7 separate regions of the Mus musculus genome follow, and regions 2, 3, 4, 5, 6 and 7 are each linked to region 1. Evidence: chromatin contacts called from public Hi-C and promoter capture Hi-C data. All regions are on one chromosome and are shown on one strand. The core of a region is the stretch at or near the end of the contact, and the rest is flanking DNA. Distances in the headings are between cores, read along the strand shown. Region 1 holds the start of Ppp1r15b (protein phosphatase 1, regulatory subunit 15B). Region 2 holds the start of Ube2t (ubiquitin-conjugating enzyme E2T). Region 3 holds the start of Kdm5b (lysine (K)-specific demethylase 5B). Region 4 holds the start of Rabif (RAB interacting factor). Region 5 holds the start of Adipor1 (adiponectin receptor 1). Region 6 holds the start of Nucks1 (nuclear casein kinase and cyclin-dependent kinase substrate 1). Region 7 has its middle 17 kb from the start of Elk4.

Evidence for each region. Promoter capture Hi-C pulls out the DNA fragments that hold promoters and counts their contacts. A called contact is a pair of places that touch in the nucleus more often than the background predicts. Capture Hi-C pulls out chosen DNA fragments and counts their contacts.
Region 2: a promoter capture Hi-C map of pre-B cells shows a contact between it and region 1, with 5 times the contacts expected there. The contact joins the promoter of Ube2t here to the promoter of Ppp1r15b in region 1. A contact is called at or near these places in 3 of 39 promoter capture datasets (hippocampal neurons, liver and pre-B cells).
Region 3: a contact with region 1 is called in a promoter capture Hi-C map of liver, with 2.5 times the contacts expected there. The contact joins the promoter of Kdm5b here to the promoter of Ppp1r15b in region 1. A contact is called at or near these places in 1 of 39 promoter capture datasets (pre-B cells), 1 of 115 datasets of contacts at active chromatin or transcription factors (thymic regulatory T cells) and 1 of 9 other capture datasets (liver).
Region 4: a contact with region 1 is called in a Hi-C map of CD4 T cells, with 3 times the contacts expected there. The contact joins the promoter of Rabif here to the promoter of Ppp1r15b in region 1. A contact is called at or near these places in 1 of 39 promoter capture datasets (cranial neural crest) and 1 of 484 Hi-C or Micro-C datasets (CD4 T cells).
Region 5: a contact with region 1 is called in a promoter capture Hi-C map of liver, with 4 times the contacts expected there. The contact joins the promoter of Adipor1 here to the promoter of Ppp1r15b in region 1. A contact is called at or near these places in 7 of 39 promoter capture datasets (the C10 cell line, the HPC-7 cell line, erythroid cells and 3 more), 1 of 484 Hi-C or Micro-C datasets (regulatory T cells), 3 of 115 datasets of contacts at active chromatin or transcription factors (astrocytes, bone marrow-derived dendritic cells and embryonic stem cells) and 1 of 9 other capture datasets (adipose tissue).
Region 6: a contact with region 1 is called in a Hi-C map of B cells, with 5 read pairs. The contact joins the promoter of Nucks1 here to the promoter of Ppp1r15b in region 1.
Region 7: a contact with region 1 is called in a promoter capture Hi-C map of liver, with 6 times the contacts expected there. The contact joins the enhancer-like site here to the promoter of Ppp1r15b in region 1.

The regions. Positions count from the first base shown.
Region 1 is chr1:133,129,877-133,132,437 of GRCm38.p6, forward strand. It overlaps Ppp1r15b (protein phosphatase 1, regulatory subunit 15B), which reads left to right and starts at 1,290. Exons shown (of 2, transcript NM_133819.3): 1 at 1,290-2,561. The coding sequence starts at 1,871.
Region 2 is chr1:134,961,280-134,963,840 of GRCm38.p6, forward strand. It overlaps Ube2t (ubiquitin-conjugating enzyme E2T), which reads left to right and starts at 1,286. Exons shown (of 7, transcript NM_026024.3): 1 at 1,286-1,507.
Region 3 is chr1:134,558,882-134,561,442 of GRCm38.p6, forward strand. Kdm5b (lysine (K)-specific demethylase 5B) reads left to right here and starts at 1,297. Exons shown (of 27, transcript NM_152895.2): 1 at 1,297-1,661. The coding sequence starts at 1,458. It also overlaps a transcript of Mgat4e not described here.
Region 4 is chr1:134,493,343-134,495,903 of GRCm38.p6, forward strand. Rabif (RAB interacting factor) reads left to right here and starts at 1,297. Exons shown (of 2, transcript NM_145510.2): 1 at 1,297-1,467. The coding sequence starts at 1,342.
Region 5 is chr1:134,414,106-134,416,666 of GRCm38.p6, forward strand. It overlaps Adipor1 (adiponectin receptor 1), which reads left to right and starts at 1,273. Exons shown (of 8, transcript NM_028320.4): 1 at 1,273-1,480.
Region 6 is chr1:131,909,167-131,911,727 of GRCm38.p6, forward strand. Nucks1 (nuclear casein kinase and cyclin-dependent kinase substrate 1) reads left to right here and starts at 1,292. Exons shown (of 7, transcript NM_175294.3): 1 at 1,292-1,584. The coding sequence starts at 1,568.
Region 7 is chr1:131,989,449-131,992,009 of GRCm38.p6, forward strand. No RefSeq gene overlaps it. Among named protein-coding and RNA genes, the nearest start is that of Elk4, 17 kb to the right of the region's middle. Within about 2 kb of position 1,268, at least 11 of the 459 cell types and tissues checked have an H3K27ac peak or open chromatin away from gene starts, as enhancers often do. A contact at or near this core is called in liver, where this site is marked.

The DNA.
Region 1 (2,561 bases), core at 40-2,539:
CCTGCTACTATGAAAAAAACGACTCATTGCTAATTACGTTTTCCTAAAGCTTTTAGGATTAAGAAACCAGTTACTGCCAGACACAAGTAATAAGATGTTGTGGGGGCGTAAACAGTAAAAACTCTTGGTTTCAGGGAAGAAAGAGCTTGTTCCTTGCTCAACAAGTCATGAGGATCAGCTGACCCTCCCCCAGGGCAGCAAGATTCTCCTCCTTAGTGTAACCACTACGCTCTGTGATAGCCACTTGGTCTTTGCATTGTGGATTAAAATGAGAATAAGAAAGTGAACTAAAGACCAGGCATGGTGGTGCATGCCTTTAATCTCTTTGCTGGAGAGGAAGAGACAGAACTAATAAGTTCAAGGCCAGCCTGGTCTACATCGCCAGTTCCAAACAGTCAGGGCTCTGTAGAGAGACCCGGCCTCAAATAAACAAATAAATAGATAAGTAAGAAAAGAAAAAAATAAAAATAAAAAAGGAAGAAAGAAACCAAACTAGTAAGAGATAAATCAGCCAGTACTTGGTTGGAAGGCCGAGGCAGAAAGATTGTGGTTAGTTTGAGGCCAGCCTGAGCTTCATAGTAAAATCTGTTTCAAACAAACAAAATCCTCCCCTTATTACAGTAATTAAAATTAATCAGCCAATATTTTTCAGAGGACAAAAGTCACCAATGTGTTATCCTTCGCCGGATGCTCTACTCTGTGGCTCTTGTTACTGAGGAAATAAGTGAATTGAACGCGCTGTTTCTGAGTTAGTTAACAGTTATCTTCCCACCTGTGACTTCAGCTTGCTAGTAACACCGCGTTTTTCTTTCTGAGGGGTATTTTGTCAAATGGACCCTGAAAGATGTCCAAATTAGATCACAGGCAATGCTAGAGACTTAGAAATCCTAAAGCAGAGGGGACAGGAATGTGTGAGTGATTCAGTTTCACTATGATTCACTAGGGATGATGTGTGTCTTAGCACCAGGCGAGTTGGTTATACAGCACTGCCTACATCGTTTCACTCCAGTCTTCCTACGCCCTTAATAGGAGAAGACCGATACACGTGTCAGATAAGCGGATAATTTGCCTAGCAATCGGATCCATAAAAAAGGGCTCGGGAGAATTCTCGGGTTCTCTTGAAACCCACTCACCTCCCCAGCCATTCCCTTTGACCTAGAGGGTGGGGCGCGGAGTCTCCTAGGAGACCAGAATGAACTGACTGCGCAAGCGTACATCCTAGGTCCGGCTGATGCAACTCGCCGCGTGCGAGCCCCGCTCTACCCCGAGTAAGGAAGCCGACAGGGACCACAGACGCGGCCAATCAGAGGCCACGCACGAGGGTGAGGCAAGTCCGCCTCTCGGGAGGCAAGGGTGGGGGTTCGGCGAATGACGTGAGGCGCCGCTGGGCGGTAGGGAGTAGACGCCCTCGGTCCTCCGTCTCGCCCTGCAGCTTCCGGGTGTGCGGCTGCGGCCATTTTGAGCTTCGCTTCTTTGCGCCCTCGCCTGCCACCCAGCCACCCTTTCCGCCTTGGCGTTTCGCGCCTCCGTGCGGGCCACCGGAAACGCCGCCGTCGTCTCCGTCGCCGCCGCGCGAGGGAGGGTCTTCTCTATGGTGGAGCGATCTCACACGGCCTAGGACGTCTCCTTCCCTAGCCGGGATGGACCTAACCGCGGTCGCCACCGCTTGCGCGGGCCTCTGGGCCGTCCGGTGCAGCACTCGTTGCGGAAGCCGCCGCTCTCTGGGCCTCCTCTGCCGGCGCGGGAATCGGACTGCAGTACCCACTCCGTGGCTGGGCAAGGCGGAGACTGTGTAGACCTCGGATCCAGCCTGCGCTGACGCCGCTGAGCTCTGTCCTCCTCCTGTCTGAGAAGCCGCCAAGGAAAGGAGATGGAGACAGGAACGCACAGGGCCCGGAAGCGGCCTGGCCCTCGGCTGGGCTCCTGGTTCCGGCTGCCCTTCCTTCGGCGATCGCACGCCTGCTCTTCGGAGTTCCCGCCGCCTTCCTCTCGACAAAATCCCGGGAACTCCGCTCTGCCCGAGCGTCGGACCAGGTACTGGACCAAATTGCTTTCTCAGCTCCTTGCCCTGCTCCCTAGCCTATTCCAGAAGCTGCTGCTTTGGAGCCAGCTTTTCGGGGGCCTGATTCCTACCAGATGGCTAGATTTTGCCGCAAGTTACAGCGCCCTGAGAGCTTTGAGAGGACGGGAGGAATCTGCCGCTCCCACGGTGCAGAAGTCTCTGAGTTCACTGCGGCTGGACTCTTCGGAAGACTTGGTTGTCAGTTCTCTTGATTGGCTAGAGGAGGGACTCCAGTGGCAGTGCTCGTCCTCAGACCTGGAGTTAAAACTCAAGGCCCAGGAAAGAGCTTTAGACTCTGCAGCGCCCACTTTCCTCCTGGAGCAGCAGCTGTGGGGAGTGGAGTTGCTGCCCAGTAGCCTTCAAGCTGGTCTAGTCTCCCACCGAGAACTTGACTCTTCATCCTCTGGGCCTCTGAGCGTTCAGAGCTTAGGTAATTTCAAGGTAGTTTCCTATCTCCTGAACCCTTCCTACCTGGACTACCTTCCCCAGTTAGGGCTGC
Region 2 (2,561 bases), core at 36-2,535, 1.8 Mb after region 1:
GAAGCCCAGAGCAGAGTCAGTCAGAGTCCTAATGAGTCTGAGGGTCTCCAGAAGACAAAACACACCATAAAAACCTCCATGAGGAACCAGCTGTAGCTTAACATCAGTTTGGACTAAATGCAGACATCACCGCGGTAGCCAAAATTATATTAGCTTCGAAGTTCAGAAAGACCGACTGCTAGGTCTATGCTATGGAGCTGTACAAAAAGCTAGGAGCAGTGAAAGAGAAAGGTGATTCCTTGATTGATTTCTGGTCCCACCCCCAGGGTTCCCAGAGTTGAAACCAATTCCAGTTCTGCTGAGTCTCAGGTCTTAAGCTTTCCTTTCTCTCCCAAGGACTACCCACTTTTGGCACTCGCAGCTGTGCCCTCAAAGCTGACTTGGCTATAATCATGCACTTGGTTGCTTAGAAAATACCTTTCTAGAGGTGGAAGAGCGCTTGAAAGTCATTTATTCCGTGGTTGGTGTGTGACTCAAAGGGATCAAAGGCTGGCACAGTATGTAGGAAGAGCGGGCTTGTTTTCAGGGAGAGGGAGGGGGAAATCCTTAACTTCCTCACAGTGCAGAGGATCTCTTGCGTTAACCCCTAACAGGTTGAAGCTTCCATATGAACATTTCCAGTGGTGGAGAAATTTACTCCATCCACTTTACTCTTCAGAGTCCTGATGGAATGCTTTGTTCACCAGAATTATAAATTAAAAAAAAAAATCTTTTTTCATCTGGAGGAAATCTATGTACCCAAGGCTGGTCTCAAATTCTCACCTTTTTATTTCAACATGCCTGCGCGACCGTGCTCGGCTAACTTGTATCTTTAGACTACTGATCTTAAATGAAGTTGTAAAGTTTCCCCTGTCATTGCTTAAAGCCTGGGTGACCTGGTAGCCATTGGGAAGCTGCGTAGGAGTGCCAGGAGTCTCAGGCTAGCCTGAGCTACATAGCAAATTCCAAGCTAAGCAAGGGTTGCATCGCGAGACCCCGTTCCACAGAACCACAACAAAGATATAAAGGCAGCTACTCAGCAGTCACTTCTCCAGATTAAGCGTGTCCAGTTGCCTTTTTTTTTTCCTCTCCTGTAGATGACTTCCCAGCCTTCCCAGCTCACAGTCGATTTACAAACAAGACCACAGCGGGAACTGAGAATTCCGGATACGCGTGCGCGCGCCAATTTGAGCGGTGCGTGAGCGGACGCAAGCTCTGAGCGGTGGCCAATAGGCGGGCGCGCGCCTCCCCCAGGTTTGCTGCGGACCAATCACAGTCCTCTCCTGGAAGGGGGTGGAGTCATTCCAACGGTCTCCGCGGTTCCGCGTGAGCACAGCAGAGGCGCGCCGCGGTAAGTGGGGCTGCTGACGGGTGCTGCGAGTGCCACCTGAGGGAACGAGCCCGAGGTCACGGAGAGTCTGGGGAAGGAGTCCCGTTTCTACCCGAGCGGCCCTGGGAGGAACACGGCGGGGAGAGCGAACCGCCCTGGGCGCGCCAAGGCTACCTCCAGCATCTGCCACCTACCCAGGTTCTGTGCATTGATTATTTATTTACCTCAGGCCTGGGACACAAAGAATTTTACGAAGAGTCAGTGCAGTTGTAAAAAGCTTACGTTTGCGGGGAGTGGTTACTGGAAAAGAGGCTAACAACGCCGGTTTAAAAAAAATTAAAAGGAAAATATCTTTTGAAGCCGTAGTGTAAGGAACTCTGTTATGGTTGTTTGGTTGAGGGTTTCGTTTTGTTTGTGAGACAGGTGTCGCTGTAGCCCAGGCTGACCTGGAACTGACTTCTACCTAGGCGCCTCCAGTGTCTATGCCCCCAAGCCCCGGCTCTGTGAAAACCCTTTATATTCATAAAATACATGATAACACATGGCTTTTATACCAAAGGACTTTTTAATTTTTTATTTACTTTTCTTGTATATGAGTGTTTGTCTGCATGTATGTATACACACCACGGGTATGCCTGGTGCCCTCGGAGGCACAGGACGGTGTTAGTTATGAGATGTCAGATGGATGTTGGGAATTGAATCTGGGTCCTCTGGAAGAGCTGCCAGTGCTCTTAACAGCTAAGCCATCTCTCACCCGAGAAGACTTTGTATATACCAATTGTTATCATAGTCTCATGGCTTCTTTGAGAGAAACTGCCTTTTTCCCCCTCGTTCTAATTTGATTAGCATGCCTTTCCACTATGTTCTTATTTTATATAAAGATACAGTTTACAGTTGTAGGTAGTTTTATTGTAATTGATTGCCCAAAGACAACTTTGAGGAGAGCGTTCTCTCCTACTGTGGATTGCTGGGATTGAATCAAGTTGTCAGGCCTGTGCAGCAAGGGCTTTAACCCGCTGAACTGTTTTTCTAGTCCCCTGTATTTACAAGAGTTTTGTTTCGTTTTACTGAAAATAGTCCTTCAGATTTCTGTATAAAATAGCAATGCTTTGGCTGAACAAGTCATGGGGAGAAAGTCAGTAAGCAGCAGCCCTCTGTGGCCTCTGCATCAGCTCCTGCCTCCAGGTTCCTGTCCTGTTTAAGTTCCTGGCCTGCCTTCTTCCTTCAGCAGTATACTGTGATGTAGAAGTGT
Region 3 (2,561 bases), core at 47-2,546, 1.4 Mb after region 1:
ATCAGAGTCATCTTTGGCTATGTAGAGAGTTCCAGGCCAGCCTAGGTCACATTAGTCCTATTAAAATCTAAACCCAGAGGCTGAGTGATGGTCTATTCTGAAGGGAGGGCTGTGGAGCCACTGATCCTTCCTTATACAGTGGCAGGCAGTCTTTCCACGAGTTTGGTTGCTTTCTAGATTAAAGAAATCGCCGGGCGGTGGTGGCACACGCCTTTAATCCCAGCACTTGGGAGGCAGAGGCAGGTGGATCTCTGAGTTCGAGGCCAGCCTGGTCTACAAAGTGAGTTCCAGGACAGCCAAGACTATACAGAGAAACCCTGTCTCGAAAAAACAAAACAAAAAAAAAAAAAAAGAAATTATGTTTGTGTTCAAGTTCTACTTATGACCTGACTTTTTCTGGGGCCATCCCCCATCTTTGGATTTCATGGTTACTTAACCTCTCAGCTCTTCCATTGCTTCCTCTGAAACACTCTGATCTCTTTCTTTCCTTCAGACCTGTTGTACCTTTTAGCCTGTTGAAAATCTTTGTAGCAGAGACATCTCAGGCTCAGCCTGTTCAGGGGTGAATACATCTTCCCTAGAACATGCTCATGGATGCTTGTCCCAGGGATGCCATCTGTCAGACCCTTAGTACGCTATTCTTCTGGTCCCGTCCTAGTCTAACTTTTATTTCCTACAATTTCACTTTAACCTATAGCGCTGCTGAATTTATTTAGGCCCCATCATTCCTTGATTGGATTATTTCAAGATGCTTTTGCTCAAGTCCAACCTTGTATATGTGTAGATTTCTGTGCAACAACCCTACTTTCCAGTAAATAGACTGAACTGTTGGATTTGGTCAAATGCTTAATCCCCTCACAGACTAAACAATCCCGAAAAGCACTTGCACTTTACACAGTGTCTAGGATAAGCAAGTGCTCGAAGAGTTATTGCTCTCCTCATTACTCTATGTGTCTGTCCTTGCTGCTCCTTGTGTTCAAGGTGTTTTCTCTACCTGGAGAATCCTCCAATTTCAGTACTCTGCTTCTCGGGTTTTACTAAGCAAATCTTTCGTGCCAAAATATATGACGTGATTGATGGATTGTAACTCTGTTCTCCCTACTAGACTGTTAACTTCTTGAGAGGAAGAATTCTGAAACTTCAGAGGTTAACTGAAGCATTAAGGATAAACATCCCAGGCGGAAGGCCCCTGCCCCTCCCGGCTAGGGGGCGGGGCGAGACCTGGCTCGGGGTGGCAGCAGGGACTTTTTTCCTCGCCGTGGCGGCGGAGGAGCACTGCGTGGGGTAGCGGCAAGACGTCGTCGGAGGAAGGCTGAAAAAGCCCTAGGTGTTGCCGTTGCTAGTAGAAGTCGGACCTGTCGCCCGAGCTGTGCGTCTGCACGGGTTTCGGACGGAGCGGAGCTCGCTGCCGCGGTTGCGGAGCCTGCCCTGTGCTCGCCCCTGCCCAGGTCGCGGTGATGGAGCCGGCCACCACGCTGCCCCCAGGCCCGCGCCCGGCGCTGCCCCTCGGGGGCCCGGGCCCGCTGGGAGAGTTCCTGCCTCCCCCCGAGTGTCCGGTCTTCGAGCCGAGCTGGGAAGAGTTCGCGGACCCCTTCGCTTTCATCCACAAGATCCGGCCCATAGCCGAGCAGACTGGGATCTGTAAGGTGCGGCCGCCGCCGGTGAGTCAGCCAGCACCCCGGATCCTGCTCGCGGCTGGGGGAGGGAGCGAGGACGCGCGGCCCGGGAGGCCGGAGGCGCGGGGGCGGGGAGCGGTCGTCCCGCGGGCCCGGTCAAGTTTGGGGTGGCTCCGAGGGTCGGAGATGCGGCGGTGGGAGGAAGGCGCGGGGGCCCCCGTCCCGGGTGGGATGTGGGCCGTGAGGACCGCGGGCTCCGGCGGGGCGGCCGGAGGGGGCTAGGTCGGTGCGGCTCCGGGGGCTGGTGCGCTGCACCGCCCGGCAGCGGTGCGGGCTGGAGTGGTTGGCAGCCGCCGGGGTGGTCGCTGGGGAGTCCTCCCGAGCCCGGCTGAGACGCGGGCGCGGAGGCAGGGCTCTGGGCCCGCACGGCTCCGTGGCTGGTCCTCGCCTCCTTCTCGGGGTGCGGGGGTGTGTGATGGGTGGGGGTGGGGGACTTGCGAGTTGTCGTGTGAGGAGGAAAGTTTTCAATATGGCGGCGGGAGCCCCTGGTCCTTTGTGTGGTGGCGGCGTCGGCCCGAAGCTGCCCTCACCTGAGCGCCCCACCCTCCGGACCCGGGTCCCCCACCACCACCTGGTCCCTCGGCCTCTGGGAGTCCCCAGGGCGAGCTGGGCCAGGGGGCGGCCGGCGCTACTGGGGGAGGGGAGGAGCCGCTGGGCCGGTCTGGAGCGGCTGGTTGAGTGGTGGTGGGGGTGCAAGGGTCGGGGTGGGGGGACGACACTTTGAGGATGGTGGGGGCAGGCCAAGCGGCGGGGGCCCTGATGCTCGCAGGTCCTGGCGGACGCTCCCACACGGACTTGGGGCCGGACTGCTTTGCTCCCGGCGCGGGGGGGGGGGGGAGGCCTGGCTGGGGCTGAGGTGGAGAGGCTGTGCTTGTAGGGGAGATG
Region 4 (2,561 bases), core at 47-2,546, 1.4 Mb after region 1:
TTGATCCCTTTTTTTGTTTGTTTGGTTTTTGTTTTTGTTTTTTTCAAGACAGGGTTTCTCTGTGTAGCCCTGGCTGTCCTGGAACTAACTCTGTAGACCAGGCTGGCCTCGAACTCAGAAATTTGCCTGCCTCTGCCTCCCAAGTGCTGGGATTAAAGGCTGTGCCACCATTGCCCAGCTTTAAATTTGATCCTTTTCTAGTGTACCCTGTGTCTAAAATCTTTCATTCCTGACAACCAAATGGTTAATTAAAATGATACCTACGGGGCCTGGAGAGATGAGTCATGGTTGAGTGCCAGCTGATGACTGTTCTTTCAGAGGATCTGGGCTGGGTTCCTGGCACCCATGTGGAAGGTTACAACAGTCAGTAACTCCAGTTCCAGACATCTTGTGCCCTCTTCTGGTCTCCACAGGCGCAAACACAATGCACTTACATGTAAGCCAAACACTTATAAAAAATATCTTTAAATAAATAAGTGGGTGTGCAGTGGTTGTGCATGCCTTTAATCCCAGCTAAGGTGGCCAGATCTGTCTGAGAACAACCAGGGCTACACAGAGCAACCCTGCCTTGAAAAACAAATACAGAGATAAAAGACCCAACATCCTAGACAGCTGTTTCCTAATCCATTTCTGAAATTGTTCTATTATATTTGAGTCTATGACCTTCTCAGGTTACTATTCTCACATACACAATGTCCATCATCATGTAATGTGGGACTAACAGGGGAGCAAGACTGCATTCTAGAACAGTAAGGTGGCTTAATTCCCTCGTTCTGATGTCCTATACACATTGCAAACCTTAGCCTTCTTCCTGTATTATGCCCGAGGGCATACCCTCTAAGGAAATGACGTTTTCAAAATTACTATAAGCAACGCTTTGCTACCTAATAAATGGCCACTATTAGTCTAGGCTTAATATTATCACACTTTTCGCAACACTAAATGTACTAAGCATTATACATACTTCTTACATAGAAAGCAATTGTTTTGTATCTAAATCTTGCTGAGGTGTGACCTGACCCGAATTATCGCCATCTACTCATGAGGCAAGGGAAATATCCCAAGAGTTAGTGGTAAGGCTAGCCATAGTGATTTGCTTAGGCCAATATTAAGGGCGCCTGGGAGACCAGGTATAGTGAAAAAGGATTGTCACAAGTAACTCCTGACACTTCCGTCCGGCAATAGAGAAAGGCGCCTGCGCAATAGAGTTCAGACGCCTGCGCAGAGGTACAGCGAGAGGCACGGGCGGGGCGCCCCCAGGGACCTGCGCCAGCGTAGTTCCGGGTGAGCCAGCTCAGATCGCGCGTGCGCCGTTGTGGCTGATGGTGTGGCGGCACGGCGATGGAACCCTGCGAGCTGCAGAACGAGCTCGTGTCAGCCGAGGGCCGGAACCGGAAGGCGGTGCTGTGCCAGCGTTGTGGCTCTCGGGTGCTGCAGCCAGGGACTGCTCTTTTCTCTCGCCGGCAGGTAGGAAAGTGCTTGATGCTGCTTAGAGTCGCGCTGTCCTGAGCGACCCAGCGGCTCCGGGTTGCTCCTGGTTCCCAGGTTTCCGGAGACCGCGCCCTTCCTTGCGCGTCTTTGCCCCTCCCCGCGTCGTGAGGCCCCGCCCACTGGCTTGGTTGGGGACTGGGACCCTCGTGTCGAGGCACAGTTGCCTGGTCCCCTAAACTGTTCTCTCTCGCAGAGTACTCCCTCAGAGGGTGTGCCTGTCCTAGGCGGCCCACCCGCCCCCAGGCTTTGGGTATCCTGCGCGAGCTAAGGGACGAACCCTAGCCCCCTGTTTCCTGGAGCTCTGGCTAACCTGCTGTACCCCGCAGGTGTATCTCCAGCCACCACTCGGTGTCGCCCCAGGGCACCTAAGAATCACTGGATTTCCTTCCCACCATAGCTTTTATCCATCTTTCAGTCCCTACTTGTCTCATTTGCTTCTCCCCAGAGGAGCTCCAGGATCAAGTTTGGTGGAGAGAATTCACACCGAGTGACTGCTAGTACCCAACTTTTCTAAGTCCCCCGAGATACAATTCCCAGGACGAGGCATTTCGAATAGATTTCGAAGGTTAACCATTCTTTTCTTGCAGTTAGGACTTTTTCATGTAGGATTTTGTGTGTGTGTGTGTGTGTGTGTGTGTGTGAAAGGTTTATAAAGTTAAATTTTAATTAAAGTGAAAGAGAAAGCACACTCCTGATGATAAGAGGTAATCTGGAATCTGAATCCTAAGGGTCCCCCACCCCCGTGTGTGTGTGTGTGTGTGTGTGTGTGTGTGTGTGTGTGTGTGTGTGTGTATGTGTGTTTAAGTTGTTTGTTTGTTTGACAGGGTCTCCCTATGTAGCCTTGGCTGGCTTGGAACTTGCTCTGTAGACCCAGCTGGCCTCTAACTTAAGAGGTCCACCTGGACTCCCCACTGCTAGGGATTAAAGGTATGAGCCGCGTATGGTAGGGTTTTAAAATAAGTGTCTTAAACCACCATCACCCCAATGAGAAAACTGAAAGAAAAAAAAAGTTTCTGAGCCCTTTTTTTTAAGTGTAACATGCGATCCTATTGGATAGTACAAACTAAATT
Region 5 (2,561 bases), core at 23-2,522, 1.3 Mb after region 1:
ATTAGATCCAATTAAGATGGTTATGAGCCACCATGTGGGTGGCTGGGAATTGAACTCTGGACCTCTGGAAGAACAGTGGGTGTTCTTAACTGCTGAGCCATCTCTCCAGCCCCAGGTAATATATTAACAATAGCTAGTTGTTATGAAACTCTATCCATTTGCCAGGCATCATGCAGACACTGCCTTAGTCCTGACAGACCTGAAAGTAGCACCTGAAATGTCCTTAGTCCTGACAGACCTGAAAGTAGCATCATTTCCCTTCGTTTTCAAGGTTAAGTAGTGATTTGGAAGGACTCAGTAATGTGTAAAGATCGGCTGGCTTGGGAAGGAAACTGGATCTACAAGAACCCAGAGTCTATGCTTTTAACCAGAACAAAGTTGACTTCACTCTCCTGGGGCATCCATCTAGCATTTGGTCACCTTTTCTTGCATTTAGAGCAGTAACAGCTGTGCATCGTTTTTTGGAGTATAAGAAAATGAACACTCCCAAAATACTATATTGTGTGGTTCAGTTCCGGCAGAGAAGCACACTATATTGTCTTCTAAGATGTGCCCTCTGGGTCACATGGGAACATGGACTGGCACAGAAAATTGTCAAGCTAGGCTTGTTTGAAATAACTTCTCCCTTTCTGATAAATAACAGGAACCAAAAGTTAAATCAGTTGAGTGAATAGATTCATGGTAGTCGTTCCATACATAGCATACCAGAAGAAGAGAGGGAGGGATTTGGAAAATGGATATAGAAATAGTTTCGGAGCTGTATGGTAGCCCACATTTGAAATCCTAGCATTTGAAAGGCTGAGATAGGATGGCCTCGAGTACAAGGCTCACCTGGGTTGCACAATTAAACCCTTTCTCAAACAAAAATAAAAGTGTGGGTTGGCGTTGTTTAATCCTGCCACTAGGGAGGCGAATCTACAGGGCGAATTCGGGACAGCCAGGGCTACACGGAGAATCCGTGTCTTGGAAAAAGGGGGGAAAAAGTGTTTCTGTACTAGAGATATAGTGGCTTGCCTAGAGGTACAATTCCCAGTACTAAGAGAAGGAAAAAAAAAGTGTTTCGGAGCTGAAAAGCGAGGCCGTGGGGTGGGAAACTAAGATTGCCTTCCCAGCTCCCTACTCCCAGCTCCCTACTCCCCTACACGCGCCCGTCGTAGGCCGGGAGAAGAGGCTTTTGCAGTCCGCCAGTGTAGGGCCAAGCTGGGACAGCCAGAGCCAGCGATTGGTCAGATCAGGGGCGGGGCGGGGCGAGCCTGAGCGCGCCCTGATGATTGGCACGCGCAGGAATGCCTGGATCGGAGCGGGTGAGGTAGCGCCGGGAAGGTGACGCGGCTGCGGAGGTGACGCCGTGCGGTCGCGCGGCCCTTCCGGCGCGGGCAGGGCGCTGAGGATCGGGCGCCCCTCGGCCGCAGGCCGCCTCCAGTGCCGCGGGATGTAGCGCCCGGGCCCGCGGCCCCCAGCAGAGGCAGCCAGCCAGGCCGTAAGTGTCCCGGGGGTGGGCGGGGCGCGGGCCCTGCAGGCTCTGGAGGGGACAGCACGGGAGTGGCCCGCCCCTGGATCGTCGCTCACCGCCCGGCCCTCCGAAAGGTCCTCCGTAAACATTTCCGGCCCCTCCCACCGCGCACCGCCTCCGTTCGGGGGGCTGCTCGCCGCCGTCGGGGCCCGGCAGTCCGCGAGTGCTGTCTCCGCAGCCGCGCGGTAGACGGCCGCGTTCCAGCCCTGCTGGCGACCCCCGGAGTTGAGCCTGCGAGTTGGGTGCGGGAACACCGGCCCTGGGTGGCCGGGAACCCTAAGGCCACCACCGCGATCCGCAGGTCAAACGTGACGGGGCTCCCTCCTGGATAGGGTCGGTCGGGAAGTTGATGGAGACTCGACAGGCCTAAGGTACTACTCAACTAGAATGTAAACAAGATGCCGAAGTGTTGGGAAGGGCCAGATTTCATCTCAGAAATCTAGGGTTGATGGATGCTGGTTTGTTTGAGAATTTGAGTCTCGCACTTGCTTTTAAGAAAATAAAGTGGCTCGCCGTCAGTTTCTGGCGGTTCGTAGTTGAAGAAGCTGGACAAATTTCAGTTTACATAGTTTCAGATGTCAGCGGAGCACTAAGAGACCATGGGATCTTCTATAATAATAATCTGATTATTTCCCTCGGGTCTTTAGCAGACAGACCAGAAAACCCAGCAGTTAAGTTGTGTGGTAAATCAAACGAAGATGGCAATAGGTGGTTCTTTGCAGAACCAAAGCCATGTTGGGATGTGCTCACTGCTTTTTTTTTTTTTCCTTTTGATAATGCAGGGCAGGCTGTGATGGTGCAGTCGCAGTTCCTGAGAGTTTATAGCATCAGTCCACTGCCAGGAACTCAGTCAGATAGGATGGCGCTAAGTGGATTGCAATGTCAGGGTTCCCGGCCTGCAGCCACTGCATTTCTTTATTACAGAAGTAGTTTTTGTGTCCATTTTTTGTGAAAGGTCTTTGAGAAGTCAGTCTTCAAAAGCTGGTGTTATTAGTGAAGTATTAGACATTGGTGTGGGCCTTCAAACACTGCACCTACTCCCGCAGGG
Region 6 (2,561 bases), core at 42-2,541, 1.2 Mb before region 1:
TTTCAGCAAAGTGAAACAGATGACATTGTGTTTACAGGCTGCAAGCAAGAAAGACAGAGGGTGGTCAAGTCAAGGTTCCCACATCATGTTAAAGTGCTCACTCCTAATGTCCTAACTTCTACCAGGTCCTGCCTCTTAAATCTTTGGCATATGGGTCCCTAGGGAACATGGAATCCAAACTATAACAGGAAGTAAATCCTAGATATTAATACAAAGATACTGTGCTCTACTTCTGATTTAGGCATTCAGTCTTGAGGCAACTCGAACTACTTTTTTTTTTTTAAGATTTATTTATTTATTATATATGAGTACACTGTAGCTGTCTTCAGACACACCAGAAGAGGGCATCAGATCTCATTACAAATGGTTGTAAGCCACCAGGTGGTTGCTGGGATTTGAACTCCGGGACCTCTGGAAGAGCAGTCAGTGCTCTTAACCACTGAGCCATCTCTCCAGCCTCCCTGCCCCCCCCCCCCGAACTAATTTTATCTTCTATTAAAAACGGAACCTAACACTTAAGCCCAGACTAAAGGCCTTTCAACATAGCACCTTGTTTAGTTCTAGTAATAAGGTAGCCTTGTATCCTACTCTACTCATCATAAAACTGAGGTGCACAGAGGAAACCTAGTTAAGTACTAAGTGGTGGACTTAGAATTTTGAAGCAAGCGTTTTGTCACCAGTCTCCCTCTTAACCATTAATCACCTCTTTCTCTTTGAAATGCTAATATCAGAAATTGAGGTTTTAATGAGTGTTAAGTAGCTCTCAAAGATCAGATTGGGTAGAAGATATTCCTTGTGAACCCAACTCTCTACTTCAGCAGCGTGACTGAGCCCTGGGAGGTTAACGCTGAAGTCAGAGTACAGGATTTCTAAGATTAAGGTCAAATTTTTGAACCTAAGTAATTTCCCTCCAATTCTTAAGTGACGAATCTGCTGCCTATCCCATGAGTCTTGCAATTAGCTGATTTGCAAAATAATCAAGTCAGGAGAAATTAAATCCATTACAGAACCACCTAGTCCACAGAGAACTCTATATAAATCAGGTTATTTGGCAGGGGGTCCAAGATATAACCCAAGCCGAATCTGCAGCTCTGGCGTGGAAGACAGGGGGCGGGCAATCGGCGACCATTTTTGTTTTGCGGCCGTGCGCTCTCAGCGCATCTTGACTAACAGGACCCCATGGAGGAGGCGGGGCCTATCCGGGAGTGGGGCGGGGCTGGGAGGCGTGATGATTCAAATGGACTAATGACTAGGGCGCATCTGACAGGAGTCACCAATGAGCGGGCGTGCTGGGGCGGAGCGCACAAACCCTACGGGGTTTGGTTGCACCGCGGCTTTGGCGCATTTTCGGCTGGTTTGATTCATCCATTTTGAAGAGACGGGGGAGCGGGGGGCTCGTCAGATCCAGGGACCTCAAACCAGCAGCCGCCGACTCTTGAGAAGCCAGCAGCCCGGGGCTCGGCAGCAGCGGCCCCGCCGGCCGGAGCGGGGGGGTGGGGCGCCGAGTGCGCGGGGAGGGGGGTCCTGGTCCTCGGCTCCTCGACTTGGTCGCGCCTCGACAGCGAACATGTCTCGGCCTGTCAGGTCAGTGCGGAGTCCAAGGCCCGGGGCGGGCCGAACGGGCTGGGGTGAGTGGCGAAGGACCTGGGCAACGGGCCTGGAGTCGTGCTCCTGACTACCACGCGCGGCCTTCTGTCGGGGGCCGCGCGCGCCCTTGCGCGTGGGTGCTCGGCGGCGCGCAGGATGGCGGCGGCGCGCACGGGCGCGTCGCCTCCACCCCGCAGGGTCCGGGTCGGCTCCGCGGCCGCCCCCACCTCCGCCATGGCCCTGGCGTGGGCTTGGCGCGCACCAGGCACACCATAGGCCGCACCCCTGGGCCCTGTTGGAGCCTACGGCCGACCCGGGTGCGAACACGGAGGACTCGGTCCTCCAGAGGCTCGCCGGCTTAGCGTTTTGGCGAGCGAGTTGCTTGTGCCCCGCCGCCCGGCCCCGCCTCCATTCTCGGGGTCGCGGCAGGCCCCGCCTCCTAGCCCGGCCTGGGCGGAACCCACGTTTTCCTTTCCCCTTGGGGCAAAAGTGAGTTTTGACACTGAGCCCCGTAAAATAAGGGCCACAGCCTCTCCCCACTTGGGAGTTCTGAACGCATTAACCCCAAGTTTTCTCTTTCCACCGCTTGCAGACAAATGCCCTTCCTCCAGGGACGTGCTTGTTAACCCAAATCCCGTGTGGTTCTCGTTCCCCCTCACCCCGCAGTACGCGTCTCTTGCTACTTCTGTAACCCTCTCTTTCCCCGTGTGACGTTAATCGTAAATGGACTACGATCCACTAGCGATCAGACTTTTATTCACATGGCTTCAAGAAGTTTTCGGTTTCCCCTCACTCGGTGGGCTCCCCTTTAATGCCCTCCAGAGCTGTTGTATAGAATGTGGCTTGGGTGGAGGGTGTGGTTTAGTCCAATCTATTAAGGCCTGAGAGACAGAGGGACAGAGACCGAGACCAAAGTCAATAGATGTTACTTGTAAAGGAGCTTTACCTGGCCCCATTGCCTTTAGTTCTTAACT
Region 7 (2,561 bases), core at 18-2,517, 1.1 Mb before region 1:
TGTGTGTGTGTGTGTGTATGTGTGTGTGTGTGTGTGTGTGTGTGTGTGTGTGTGTGTGTGTGTGTGTGTGTGTGTGTAAAGGGTAGCGTGAGAAAGAAAAGAATCATTGGTCTTTCAGTTATTGCCTTGGTCGACCATCAGCTCAGAACCTGATCCCTAGAGCCAATAATTATCTTCTCTCGGGGGACCTCCCTTCTCAGCTGGGTTTACAAAGGATGAATCCTTAGGGAGCAGGAAGCTTAGGCACAGAGTAGTATTTCAACACAAGTTCTGAATAACTGGGACTAAGGTCTTCTGCAGATTTGAACTACATTTCTCATACAACATGCACTTACTCCCAACTTACTGAGAAATAGGAAAGGCACTAAAGGGGTAGCGAAGAAGAAGGCAGGGGGCTGTGGAAAGCAGGTAGGATGTGGTCTCATACATGAGCCAACTGGCCCTTGCTGTGACTTGTAGGCCTGGGCCCAGCTGGTGCATTTCATGGAGACGGGGAGGAAGAAGCTGAGATACCTCTACTGCAGAGATGTGTCAGGCAGTCAGTGAGTGATTCTTGTGGATGGAGGAGGAAAGTCCAGACTGACATAGCTTCCTTTGACTGCGGGTGTTGGGCCTACCTGTTTCAAACGGGGCAGAGCGACTTGGGGAAGCATAGAAGGGCCTTGCTGGGTGTGTGATGTCTCATCTTCCATATACTCCCCGTCTTTTTGGCCCTCTAGCCCTCTCTTCAGAGTCTCCAGTTACCCCCTTCACCACTGTGGGAAAAGCTCTTGTTTTCCAGGGTGAGGGTTGATTACAGTAGCCTGGCAGTTTGGTCACTGTTGGCTGAGAGCTGTTTGGAGCTGCGACTTTCAGACATCCAATACTGTTACCAAATCGCTCTGTGTATTTAGAGGGAGCCTGATATGACCTGGAACATACTGCTTGACCTCATTGTGCTCTTGCTGGAAGTAGGCCTTGTGCAGATGCCCACGTATGTGTATAAGCGGTGTTGTTCGGCTCAGCTTCATCTTTATAGACTTTAGCAAATTTACAGCCCCCACGAATTTCAGTCTTTAATTAAATCAGTTATCACTTCCTCTGTGATCCTTGGCCTGGTCAGTGTCAACTTCCTGTTTGTGGAGGCAGCTGGACTCTGGGAAGGCTATCCCACAAACTACAGGCTACACATTTCTTGGTATTTGATTGCAGTGACATCTGACTAGTGTGGATGGCTCAGGAAGATATGTTGAAACCTAGGCCAGTACACTGGAGGTGGGCCTTAGGCGACACAGCCATGAAGAGTCATGAGGGTAAAATCCTGAATGGGGTTAGAGGTTCCACAAGTCATGCATAAGGCACGTGCCTAAAATCCTAGTACTTGGGAGGTAGAAGCAGGAGGATAGAGAGGTCTGGGTCAGTGCAAGCTTCCAGCAGATCTGTAACATATTACACCTTTTCTGTAGAGCTAATATTTAAAAATTAGAAGGTAGTTTTTTTTTTTTTAAATAAGTGGACAGGACCTTTAAAAAGGTCCCCCTGTTTGACCACAGTGCCATCCACCAGCCATCGCTGCTCTCTGAGAACCTGGTGGGCTCTAAAATGGGCAGCATAAGATGCCGTTCTTGCTCTGTGAGAATTCCAATCATCTGTGCACCCTGATATGGGTAGAAATTAGGAATTGAGCCTGCTGCTATTGGTGGCGAATGCCTTTGATCCCAAGCACTTGAGAGGCAGAGGCAGGCAAATCTCTGAGTTCCAGGCCAGCCTGGTCTACAGAGCAAGTTCCAGGACAGCCAGGGTTGCACAAAGAAACCTTGTCTCAAAAAACAAAAACAAAACCAAGTTGTGGTCCTATGAATAGGTTTGGCCCTCATAGACTCATGCGTTTGTGTGCTTGGTACTATTAGGAGAAGTAGGTTGTCACTGCGGAGCTTTGAGGTCTCCTAGTGCTCAAGCTCTGCCTAGTGCGGAGCAGACCCTCCTCCTGGCTGTGTGCTGAAGACAGTCTCCTTCTGCTGCCTTGGGATCAAGATGTAGAACTCTTGGCTCCTCCAGCGCCATGTCTATCTGCTTGCACACTGCCATGCTTTCTGTCATGATGATAATGGACTGAACCTTTGGAACTATAAGCCAGCCCCAATTAAGTGTTTTATGAGTTATGTCATGGAGCTGGGCATGGTGGTGCACGTCTTTAATCCCAGCACTCGGGAGGGAGAGGCAGGCGGGTTTCTGAGTTCGAGGCCAGCCTGGTCTACAAAGTGAGTTCCAGGTCAGCCAGGGCTACACAGAGAAACCCTGTCTCGGGAAAAAAAAAAAAAAAAAAAAAAAAGCTGTCATGGTCATGATATCTTTTCAGAGCAACAAAACCCAAACTAAGATACAAGTTTAAAGCTTCCTCAAGATTCTGCTTAATAAGCTGTGAACACTGCGAGCGCCTCAGTTGACAGTGTGGACGTCCACTCAGCCCTTCATGCAGCAGGAAAGCTACTTGCCCAGGAGGACTGAAGAGAGGGCCAAGGGGTTAAAATCACCCACTGCTCTTCCAGGGGGCACAGGTTTCAGTCCCAGCACCCACATGG